4 separate regions of the Mus musculus genome follow, and regions 1, 2 and 3 are each linked to region 4. Evidence: chromatin contacts called from public Hi-C data. All regions are on one chromosome and are shown on one strand. Each heading gives the region's core, a stretch centred on a gene start, on an enhancer-like site or on the middle of the called end of the contact. The rest is flanking DNA. Distances are from core to core; before and after follow the strand shown.

What was found. A called contact is a pair of places that touch in the nucleus more often than the background predicts.
Region 1: a contact with region 4 is called in a Hi-C map of bone marrow-derived macrophages, with 22 read pairs. The contact joins two enhancer-like sites. A contact is called at or near these places in 15 of 39 promoter capture datasets (the 3T3-L1 cell line, 3T3-L1-derived adipocytes, the C10 cell line and 10 more), 2 of 15 datasets of contacts at CTCF or cohesin (large pre-B cells and pro-B cells), 2 of 484 Hi-C or Micro-C datasets (bone marrow-derived dendritic cells and bone marrow-derived macrophages), 3 of 115 datasets of contacts at active chromatin or transcription factors (embryonic basal ganglia, neural progenitor cells and oligodendrocyte precursor cells) and 1 of 9 other capture datasets (embryonic stem cells).
Region 2: a Hi-C map of bone marrow-derived macrophages shows a contact between it and region 4, with 27 read pairs. The contact joins two enhancer-like sites. A contact is called at or near these places in 1 of 15 datasets of contacts at CTCF or cohesin (CD8 T cells), 21 of 484 Hi-C or Micro-C datasets (B cells, the Ba/F3 cell line, the G1E-ER4 cell line and 13 more), 5 of 115 datasets of contacts at active chromatin or transcription factors (astrocytes, bone marrow-derived dendritic cells, effector CD8 T cells and 1 more) and 2 of 9 other capture datasets (bone marrow-derived macrophages and embryonic stem cells).
Region 3: a Hi-C map of bone marrow-derived macrophages shows a contact between it and region 4, with 28 read pairs. The contact joins two enhancer-like sites. A contact is called at or near these places in 15 of 39 promoter capture datasets (the 3T3-L1 cell line, 3T3-L1-derived adipocytes, the C10 cell line and 10 more), 2 of 15 datasets of contacts at CTCF or cohesin (the NIH/3T3 cell line and pro-B cells), 9 of 484 Hi-C or Micro-C datasets (the 3T3-L1 cell line, bone marrow-derived macrophages, embryonic stem cells and 3 more), 5 of 115 datasets of contacts at active chromatin or transcription factors (bone marrow-derived macrophages, embryonic basal ganglia, embryonic forebrain and 2 more) and 1 of 9 other capture datasets (bone marrow-derived macrophages).

The regions. Positions count from the first base shown.
Region 1 is chr10:83,148,152-83,150,851 of GRCm38.p6, reverse strand. All of the region lies in intron 2 of Chst11 (carbohydrate sulfotransferase 11), which reads right to left. Among named protein-coding and RNA genes, the nearest start is that of Chst11, 160 kb to the right of the region's middle. Within about 2 kb of position 1,376, at least 57 of the 459 cell types and tissues checked have an H3K27ac peak or open chromatin away from gene starts, as enhancers often do. A contact at or near this core is called in bone marrow-derived macrophages, where this site is marked.
Region 2 is chr10:83,117,396-83,120,139 of GRCm38.p6, reverse strand. All of the region lies in intron 2 of Chst11 (carbohydrate sulfotransferase 11), which reads right to left. LOC115487465 (a long non-coding RNA gene) reads left to right here. Exons shown (of 3, transcript XR_003949026.1): 2 at 592-1,616. Among named protein-coding and RNA genes, the nearest start is that of Chst11, 130 kb to the right of the region's middle. Within about 2 kb of position 1,324, at least 50 of the 459 cell types and tissues checked have an H3K27ac peak or open chromatin away from gene starts, as enhancers often do. A contact at or near this core is called in bone marrow-derived macrophages, where this site is marked.
Region 3 is chr10:83,167,337-83,170,036 of GRCm38.p6, reverse strand. All of the region lies in intron 2 of Chst11 (carbohydrate sulfotransferase 11), which reads right to left. Among named protein-coding and RNA genes, the nearest start is that of Slc41a2, 170 kb to the left of the region's middle. Within about 2 kb of position 1,281, at least 50 of the 459 cell types and tissues checked have an H3K27ac peak or open chromatin away from gene starts, as enhancers often do. A contact at or near this core is called in the HPC-7 cell line, bone marrow-derived macrophages and neutrophils, where this site is marked.
Region 4 is chr10:82,912,551-82,915,250 of GRCm38.p6, reverse strand. No RefSeq gene overlaps it. Among named protein-coding and RNA genes, the nearest start is that of Gm33781, 21 kb to the left of the region's middle. Within about 2 kb of position 1,325, at least 34 of the 459 cell types and tissues checked have an H3K27ac peak or open chromatin away from gene starts, as enhancers often do. A contact at or near this core is called in the HPC-7 cell line, bone marrow-derived macrophages and neutrophils, where this site is marked.

The DNA.
Region 1 (2,700 bases), core at 127-2,626, 240 kb before region 4:
GGGCACGCTTACCTCCCGGTTCAGCTTTATCGCTACACTCCTCCCATGTGTCCTCTGCTGGTTTTCCCTCCAGCATGTGCTAAGGCAGTCAAGTGCTAAGCATATGGGATCACTCTTTCACCTCCCTGCCCTTCTCCACTGCAGGCTTGGTAGGATTCCAAGTCCTGCAGCCTGGCTTGCTTGATGGAATTGAATCATTGGCTGGCTTTTCCCACACATATGAAGGCATACTTTCTTTCTTTCTTTCTTTCTTTCTTTCTTTCTTTCTTTCTTTCTTTCTTTCTTTCTTTCTTTCCTTTTTTTTTTTTTTAGATTTATCTATTTTATTTATATGAGTACACTGTAGCTGTCATCAGACACACCAGAAGAGGGCATCTGATCCTATTACAGATGGTTGTGAGCCACCATGTGGTTGCTGGGAATTGAACTCAGGACCTCTGGGAGAGCAGTCGGTGCTCTTAACCACTGAGCCACCTCTCCAGCCCTGAAGGCAAATCTTCAACCTACACTCTCTTATTCACCTGTATCTTCCTTCATTCATCCAATAAATAGCTATTTATGTAGGAATAATTAATAATAACAGGAATTATTAACTGCCCAGCTATAGGCCTAAGAGATAAAACAATGAATAAAATTCAGACGTCAGATAAAACTGTAGACTCTAGACATTTGCCCTACATGTGGCAGTCTGGTGCTGGCAAAGTGGGGAGGGGCCCTGGGAAGCCACAAGGCCTCAGGAGGGAAATATCGCATCTCACTACTTCCTGAGAAAAATTCATCCACAGGTGCCGTTCTGAATGGCTGTGCCTGAGTCCACCACACTGCTCCCTGCCGTTACAGGAAAATGGTGTGGTGTGGCCACAGCTGTGTTTTAACCTTCTGAGATTCCATGTCCCTGAAAAACCACAGGGCCACGTCCAGATATGATTCAAAGTGAAAATGGGATTCAACCACAGAGTAAGCTCAGATGCAACTCACTTCCCACTCTTCCCCCGATGACATCAATGGCTTTCTCATGAGGACACCCTCATGGGGGAGAGCACAGCCCCTTCCATGCTGAAGGCTCAGTGGTGGCTGTCTGGGTGCTGGCTCACCCTTAGTGAGCAGAAGGCTTGAGGCTGAGGCACCAGCCCAGCCCTGCCTCCTCCCCCTCAGAGTCTATCCTTCCTTTTGCTCACCCCTCTCCTTCCACCTTCCCCATCCTCTGTTTCCCTGCCACGGGTTAGGCACCCTTTAAAGTGGACAGACTTCTGACCTTGAACACAAGACTAAGCATCGAAGACGTGTATTTTATCCTTGGGAGATACGTTCAGAGACACGCCACAGAGCTTGTTAGGCATTCTCCCAGCAGAGTCAGGAACAGGTTGTAGCAATGACTAGTTGCTATGGTTACCAAAGCTGGCAAGGCAGTGCCAGCAGCAACATTCAAATCCAGACCCCCGATTAGCACCTCTCCCCGTTGGAGGAGGTCACTGCTGGACAGAACATCTTAATAGCCAGTGTGTACCCCAAAGGAGGTGCCTTTCCGGGATAAACATATGCCATGATGGTTAAAGCCCTGGGCCATGGAGGGAACTTCTGTCTCTAGTCTGTCTGTCTCTCAGAGGCAGTGTAGGAAAAAAAAAAAAGGCTATATACCATAGAGATGAGCCCTGTATGAAAACCAGGAACAGGTACTATTGGTGGACCCACACCAGGGCAATCCTGAGTCACCTGTACAATGGTCCTCTTCATGTGACCTGACTGTAAGTGCAGAGCTCGGAGCCACAGTCCTTGCAGGTGCTCCTCAGGCAGGAGAGGCGGGAGACCTCTCTAAGGTGGGTGGGCTTCATCCCAGCAGTTAAAGGACTAAAGAGATCAAAAAGTTGACCCTCCCATGAGCAACACACAATTCCTCTTGCTCAGCCATGACGTCCCCACCCCCAACACACACACATATCGGAACTGAGACAAAAAGCTCTGAACTATGCCAGTCACTGTTCTTCTGGGTCTGTGCAACGAGAGATTGATTCTCTAGCCTGTCACACTCCCTTATACTAAGTAACTCTCTATACATAGCTTCCTCTATGGAAAGCCGTAAGGCAGTCAGAGTCCATTTGGACTTTCAGCCCATTCCAGATACTGACGACAGCCACTTTGCCTGGGTCAGGTGCAACACCTAGAATGGAGGCCCTGTGAGCTCCTGTCACGGGTATTTGGGCGGATACCGATGAGGTATCAGCCCTATGCTCTGCGATGGTCTAGGGACAAACTCTCCTCAAATCACTGACTTCAGAGTTCAATCTTTTCTTCTAGAGCACCATGAGGTAGAAACAGGCAAGCCGCATGGGGCATCTTCTCAGATCATTGATACATTTGTGGTGAATACTGTTAACTTGACAGAGTCTAGGATCACCTAGGAGACAAGCCTCTGGGCACGCCTGTGGGAGATGTACCTATTCAAGGAGTAAATAAGATGCTGATGTGCAACCATTACTATACTCTGACTTTAAAATGTTTATCACAGCCTAGAACCCCCCTCCTCCATCAGTCACTTCGCCCTGTCCCCCAACCCGACCCAAACATAGGCAGCCACCAGTGTACTTTCTGCTTTTACGTTTGTCCATTCAACATTTATGGAATCACATGACTGTGGGTCTTAAAAGTGGCTTCATTCCCTCAGTATGGTTCTGAAGCTTACTCAGATTGAAACGTGCTTGG
Region 2 (2,744 bases), core at 75-2,574, 200 kb before region 4:
AACACGGGGCCGACTAAACAAGGAAGGCTTGCCGCACTCACCAGGCCTTCTGGGAGTTCAGGGTTGAGTCTGACACATGGGACCTGGCTCTCACTGAGCCTCAGGTCACGAGTATAAAAGAAAGACCAAGGAGGGCAGAGGGCACAGATGTGGGAAACCAAATCCCTAAATCCTTGTGTTAAAAGACTTAGAGGTGAGGCCCTTGGGAAGTGATGAGGATAGGTGAGGCTTGAGGGTGGGGCCCCTAGGACAGCATTCCTGGTTTTTTTTTTGTTGTTGTTTGTTGGTTGGTTGGTTGGTTGGTTTTTCCAGACAGGGTTTCTCTGTATAGCCCTGGCTGTCCTGGAACTCACTCTGTAGACCAGACTGGCCTCAAACTCAGAAATCCACCTGCCTCTGCCTCCTGAGTGCTGGGATTAAAGGCGTGCGCCACCACGCCCGGCTGGCATTCCTGGTTCTTAAGAAAAGCCTACTCACTCGATTTGTCAAGCTGAAATACGATGTCCTTGTCAGAGGCCAAGCAGAAGCCCGGCCATGCTCCTCCTCTTTATGTGACAGGCAGTTTAACCACCTACTCTGTCATCCTTACAGGAAGTGAAGCACTCTAAGGAAGAGGGCACCATACCTGCACACGTGACATTTAGGATAAGTGGAGAAGAGAGGATGAAGGAGGAGGAGGAGGAGGAAGGAAGAGCTGGAAGGCTAAGATGGCTTGGGGCAGAAAGCACAGGTAGGTAGAACAGAGGCACACTGGGGTGGGGAGTAAAGAGGAAAGGGGACGAGGGTCACTGGACTGAGACTGCAGTTCCTGCCCCATGCAATGGGGAGTAAAGACGCACTGCCAGCTGCACTCATCGCCATAAGCCGTTGGCAGCACTCCAGATGGGAGAATAGGTAAAGGTCCCAGGATGCCTTGGCTTGGGCAAACGGCTGGAAGGCACATGCTAGTACCACAAGCCAGGCTCCCCCAAGAAGCCAGTCTGCTGAAGGTACCATACCAGCCAGTGTGACCGTGGCGACTGGCGGGGCTGGTGAGAGGAGCTAGTTCACCTGCTGGATGCCTGGCCTAGGGTGCAAGCAGCTTGTCCCAGTTGGGTGGAGATCTTGCCGGGGTGACCTCGCTTGCTTTGGGGACTGTTTTATTCTCCCCAGTTCATTTGGGAGTTTGTTTATCCTTTCATTTCCTAGTTTGATTTCCTTTTAATAAAGCTCTAATCTTATCTTGGCTCACCCCATGGGAAAAGGGATTAGTCACAGTGTGGCCAGCAGGAGGGGAGAAGGAAGGGCTGGAGCCATAGAGACTCAGGCCTAGCAGAGTGTAGAAGCACCTCCAGAATTTAGGAGGACAGACAGCAAATTCAGGAATGACCGTGGTGTTACACCCTCTGTGGTTACTTCTTCCTCAGTCCAAGGCCACGCTTCCAACACAAGTAGCTTCCTCCCAGATGAAACCTGAGGCCAGAGCTCCAGGCCCAGCCCAGTGCCCTGACTCTGAGTTGGGCACATGCAGTCACTTCTCAGGCCCGGGTTTCCTCACTGGGATGAGAGGGATGCAAACCAACATGACCTTGAGGATCACTGCAAGTTCAGTCTGGAATGCACAGATGGAGGTCAAGGTGAGTATTACTGGTCATTTACAAAAAAAAAAAAAAAAGAAAAAAGAAAAAAAAAGATTTGCCTTGGTGGGACAGACTTTGGGCTCTCCTGAGGGTAAAGGCCCCCTCTTCCAGCCCCTGTGGAGAGTCATGCAAACAGCTCCTGCAGACTTTGTCTCCCCACTGCGTCTCAGACACTGGCCTATCTACTTCTGGGGACAGCTGAGCCAGGTCCAGTCATTCCTCCTGGTGGCTCAGTCTTGTCACTTACTGCAAGGCAGAGTCACCTGCGAGGGCTCGGAGGCCAAAGCCAGGACTGTGAGTTACTAATGGCTGGCCCAGGGTTCAGTCCCAACCCAGCATTAGAACCTCTCCTCCAGAGTGTACTGTGAAGCCTTTAAAATGCAAAGGACAAGGCTACTGAAAGGACAGCATACAGCCTAGGCAAGATGCCCAGGCAGAGACATCCAGCTGTGGGAGCCCAGGTGTGCCGGCTGCAGATGGCAGCGAGGCTCTGCTGCCTTTGAAGGAAGAGCGTCAGCTACAGGGCAGACATTGCAGGTTGGCCACAGAATCTGGCCTCGGGGGAAAAATGGAGCCAATGGGAGTCATTTTTTAAAAAAATGACAAAGAAGACCTCAACTTAGAGGTTGGTCCATGCCGTAGAGGAGAAGACTGATTTATGTATTTATTATTTTGGGGGACAAGATCTCTAGTCCAGGCTGGCCTCAAGTGCACAATGTAGCTAAGGCTAACCTTGAACTCCTGATCCTCTTGCCTCTACCCTCTCAAGGGCAGAGTTTATGCAGTCTTGAGGATAAACCAGGTTTATGCAGTGCTGAGGATTGAACCCAAGATTTTATGTATGCTAGGCAAACATTTTGAGCTGTATCCCCAGCCCCTAAATGTAATTTTGTCCATGTGCATTTAAAGTATGCATTTAGAACTGTCTGGACACTTCAATGGACAGATATTGAGGGGAAGGCCTCTGTCTGGGTAGTGGCTGCAGGATGCGTTTCCCACCAGCTTCTAGACAGTCTTTATAGTTATTTCCAATCCTGCCCCAGCTCCCTGCAGATACCCTCAAAACTGGCAGCTCAAGATAAGGAGAATCAACCGAGGTGCCCCCATTTTGCAAACAATACCCCT
Region 3 (2,700 bases), core at 32-2,531, 250 kb before region 4:
CTTGCAGAAAGCTCAATGCTTAGCATTTCCTACACCAACAACTTTGGATTTTGGAGTAAAACATGCCTCTACTGCAGCTATGCACTAGCTCCCTTGTGAAGCAAGTCCCCATTAGGTGACGGAGAAGTTGCAAGAACATCTACAGCCCTCTTGAAAGAGTGAGGTGAGAATTCTGGGATTTCACAAAAGGAAGCCATTAAGGCTGGAAGGAAGGAAGAGACTTGGCAGAGGAACGTGGGGGAGGAGCTGACGGTCTCGCATGCGATGGTGGCCCTGTATGTGAGGTAGGCTGTGGTCCCCAAGGTCACACTGAAGGTCAGTGACACAGGAATTCTCCATTAATAATGGGCAGCATGGCTGTGAGGGGCAGACAGGAGCCTGGAGGTCTCTTGGAGACTGGCTATACTATCTCAATCACAGGGGAATTCACTGCCCCCCCCCCAAGCCTCTACGAGAAATGTCACATAGCCTCAGTTAGACTACAGGATCCTTTCTCTAGCTAAGAAGCTGTTCAGCCAGCACCTGAGATTCCCCAGATGCTTTCCCACACTAATGAGGCATTTCGGTGCCCTAAGCCCTCAGCCAATGACCTTTGCCCACCCTGGATGTTCCCAGCCTCAGTCCCCACAAACTCTATAAGCCTTGAATCACCATAAGTAAAGTTGATCTGCTTCCCGATAGCTGGTCCTGGTGTGGTTATTTGCCATATGTACTCACAGGGCTCCCGAACCCCAGCTCGTTGTCTCTGATCCCACTGCCTCCGTGGACTGTATCAGCCCACCATCCATCCACGAGAGCCAGGAGAACCACATTCTAGCAATGGAATATGCCAAGGGGCCGTGAAGGGACGGAGGTAAGCACTCAGGCCTTGTAAAGCGATCTATGCAGCAGACACTCTATGAAGAAGACAAGATGGTGTTCTGCATGGTAGAAGGCTGCCCACGGCAATGCTGGCTTGGGGCTGGGGATGCACTCAATGAGCAAGCCATGGCTGAGTCTGAGCTACTATTCCTCCCTCGAAACCTTATTTCCCTGCCCCCAATCCTGTGAAGGTTCCTGGAGAACAGCTGGGAACAGCTGGGAACAGCTGGGAACAGCCCCAGGCAAAGAAGCCAAGTCACTGTCCCCCAAAATGCATGTGTGGCGGCGAGCTAGGCAAACACCCACCCCAGACACTGAATACATAGTGTTCTTTGGCTAGCGGGGGTGGGGGGAAGGAGCAGGTGGAAGAATTGCTGCTGACCACATGATGCTAAAGCACAGGGGTGTTCCTGGATTAGCTGGGTGATGTCATTTGACCACAGAATCTTTCCTACAGAGGGGGAGTCAGGGGACATGGTTGGGGGGTGGGGAGGGGGAAGCAGGGAGAAGGCTCTAGCCGGCTGCCATCCCCTCTGAGGACAGAGAGATCCGTAAGCCAAGGGACACAGGTGGTCTTGGATGCTACATTGCCTGTGGATTTCAGACACATGAGACCCACGTCGACCCCTGACTTCCAGAACCGTGGTATACATTTGTGCTGCGGCATGACAATGAGTTTGTGGGAATGTGTTATGACAGGAAACTGAAACAGCTGACAATATTTCCTTCCTCAAATAATTTATGAGCTGTTTTCTCTGTCCTGGCATGGTTGAAGCACTATCTGCGTTAAATACTTTCTAGAATCTTCCTTGTGTTAGTCCCACATGGGGCTTAGTGCCAATGGAGACAGAATTCTTACAGAAGTTTGGGTAGAACAACAAAACATGCCTCTAGCCTTCCGAAGGTGACTTCGTGTACTCATGAGCGAATATAAGGAAGGGACTGTGAGTGGCCCCATTTTATAGATGGGGAGACTAAGGCAAGGGGTGACTGGGCAATGTGCTCCTGTAATTACTGTGTCTGATGCTTTGGTGCAAGGGACAAGGCTGGGAAGCAAGGAAGGTGCTTGCAAGGCCATGGCCTTCATCATTTTATTCTGGCCCAGAGGTGCCAAGTCCTCTTTAAGATGGGCTCCCATGACACTGGCTGTGGAGTCCGATGTGATCACGAATGGAGGTAATTATGGTCTACCTGACAGTCACCAGGCCTCCCTGAGCTAAGGACAGCCTTTGGAGCATGCATTATGTTTCCCACACTGGGAAGCTTGTGGAGAAACTTACGAGGCTGTGTCCTCTCAAGAGAAGCAGGACTGGTGACCCACTAAGTCCATGCACCTCTCGGCAGGGCTCCCTGTGGGTGGCAGTGAGTGGCCATGCTTCATGACGGAGGAAACGGAGGGTAAGACATATGAGTTGAGGGAGGGGTGGTCTACATGGATGGGGGCCCCCGAGGGAGCAGGCGGCAGCAACAGGCACTCTTGGCAGCCAACTGGCCCAGGCCTGCCAGCCCTCTCTCTGCATCTCACTGCAGCTTCCAATGGCCTGGAGTCACCAGGCACAAAGGGCCTGTTGAGAATAGCCACCAGAAAGGGGCCCAGCGCAGCTTTATTACCTGGCCTCTCCTGCTGCCTCTCTTGGATTCTCAGGTAGTCTCTGTCCATCTACATACCTAGTGTGGTCCTAGATGTTGACAATGAACTGGTCATGAGAGCCAGAACTGTCCTTGTGGGACAGACAGGAGAGAGGGCAGGCGTGCACTGGAGAGCTGTTCTTTCCTGAGGCTTGCAGGCCTACAGCACAAAGCCAGGTCAACTGTCTTGCTCCCAAGATACCGTCTTTG
Region 4 (2,700 bases), core at 76-2,575:
CCTCAGCAGCACATACAACAGATGTGGTGGTACACGCCTGTAATCTCAAGACTTGGGAGTTGGAGGCAGGAGGGTCAGATCGTGGTTAACCTTGGCTATATAGAAAGTTTAAGGCCAGCCTGGGCTAAATAAAAATATGTCCTAGGAGATATTTAGGAAGAGGGTGGTATGAGTGGAGTTTGGGGCATGAGGCTCAGTCCAAAGTCCAGTCTCTGATAGAAGAAGCGGTTAGGATGGGTGATGTCTCACCAAGAGAGCCTGGGGAGGCATCCATTGGCTTGCCCAAATCTTGAGGCGCCCATCTATCTCTCTCCACGTGCAGCATCTCCTTCATCTCAAGGCTGAAGGCCTATGAGGGAGATCAGAAGAGCATCCTTCCAGGATGCAGACCTTGAGACACGGCAGCCCAACAGAACGCTGTTCAGAAAGCACATGCTCTTTAGAAGACGTGGAATACAGATCCCACTGGGGAGCGGCCTCGGGGATATATTTTAATTGCTCATAGTACAGGCGGCCTTACAAAGGGACCCTTTATTTATTAATTATGGTTTTCTAAATATAACTTTTTTTGGCTTTATGAGACAGGGTTTCTCTGTGTAGCCCTGACTGTCCTAGAACTCCATCTGTAGATCAGGCTGGCCTCAAACTCAGAGCGCCATCTGCTTCTTTCTCCGGAGTGCTGGGATTAAAAGTGTGTGCCATCACTACCTGGCCCTAAAAGTGATTTTTTATAAACCTGCATATTATCCACATAGTCACAATATGTGGCTTCTCTTCCCTTGTTATTCTGTAAATCTTTGTCACATCTTATGATTGCTGTGCCATTTTTAAGTACAGCAGTAGCAGCAGGTTGCTTCTCCTTGGGACACCCACAGTCACAAAAGCTTCGTCAAAACTTTTCCAAGTTCCTTCCTGTTTTTAAGAGCAGATAGATTCAGTTGATAATCTGGGGCAGCTGTCCCTCATGCAGTGACTCTCAGTCCAAGCTGTTTGAATCCATTCCATGAGAAACTTGCCACAATGTTTCTGCTCACTGTCATTGGTCAGAACCAGTCACCACTCATGGGCTCCCACCCAGGGAGGAGGGAAGAAATGGGAATGGCTGAGCCCCGGTCATGTCTACCATACTATACTCGTGAGCGGTTCATTCCTTCAGTAAGTACATTCTAGGCTCAAAGTCAACACTTCTGACTCTTACAAAGGCTAAATGGCTGACAAACCGCAGAAAGATTTGTCCATATTCAGCAAACAGGAAGTCTGGAACCAATACAGGCAGATTTGCTGCCTATTTTTTGGTTCCTTGGTAGCGCCTCTGGCGGTGTCTTCAGAGAGGAGGAGGTGAGGCTCTCTCTGAGTCACTTCTTGAGGTCACTTAGGGAGCTGCACTGTGCTGTGACAGGCAGAGCAGCTTAAGAGAGGGAGGATTTCTTTGGGGCCCCTGTTTAGGAAGGTGCATCAAGGCAGGGAAGACCACCATGGCAGCAGGGACACAGCGGGGACTCTTCACATCTCAGTGTTTCAGGAAGTGAGTGGGAGGTGGAGGGATGCTCATCCAGGACTGGGAAGTGAAAAGGGGTAGGGGTGGGGGTTGGGGGAGAGAGTGGGGTGGGATGGGGGAGGAGGGTGGGATGGTGGGGGAATGCTAGTCCAAGGCTGGCTGCCTCCTCTTTCTCTCTTCTTTCAACCTTGGATTCCAGTCCTTGGATGGTGCCTCCCACACTGAGGGTCAATCTTCTCTCCTCCATATAATCTCTCCCTCACACACAGCCGAAGGCTTGCCCCACTCAGGAGCTGATAATCAGAACTAACTGTCACACCATCTATAAAGCTCTCTGTGGCCTTAGTTAAGCTCAATTATCTCCCCCAAAGCCGCACCTCCTATCATAACCTTGGGGGTCAAGATTTCAACATCTGAACTGGACGGGAAAGGAAGACACAGACATTCTGACAACAGATCTAAAGGCAACCGTGCAGAACACCATATCTAGCTAGATGTAGTGCCACAGGCCTGTAATCCCAACACTCAGGCACTGGAGGCAATAAACATCATGAGTTCAAGGCCAGCTCCCGGGACAGATGTCGCCGTCGCCGAACAAGCAAATCCAAAATAAAACCAATCAATCTCAAAGCATTCTTGAGGTGTCTATTAACAAAGCAGATTGTGGCCTCTAGTCTCTCCCAGCATTCTCTCCAGTACCAGTTATATCGTCCTGGCTCCTCTCAGCACCTACCTGTCACCCCTGCCCCTACCCTACCCTCTCCAGCCCTGAGAGTCCCTTCTCTTACCCTAGCTTCTCTTTCTTATATAACTCAGTCACTGTGGGTACCCGGTGCTTGCTTGGTTCTGCTCTTGACTCGGCTCTGGAACCTATCTTTGTCCCTTTGCCTTCTCTCCTCTTCCCTCTCTCTTCCCTCTCTCCTCTACCTCCCTCCCTCTCTCACTCCCCCTTCTTGTGCGTGGCCCGGTCTGTTCTGGCCATGTTCAGTCTAGACTCTTCCAGTTGCCTCTGGCTGTGCTCTCTCTCATATCTACAATAAAACCCGTCTCCCCAACCACTCCTCGGAGGGATTCTGTCCTCATTTTCATTCAAAGGCCAACTGAAGCCCCCCAGAGAGGGGCACATTCCTGCCTGAAACATGAATATGTTGCCTTGTGCAATAAAAGGTAACGAACATGCAGACATTACTAACTCAGGAATA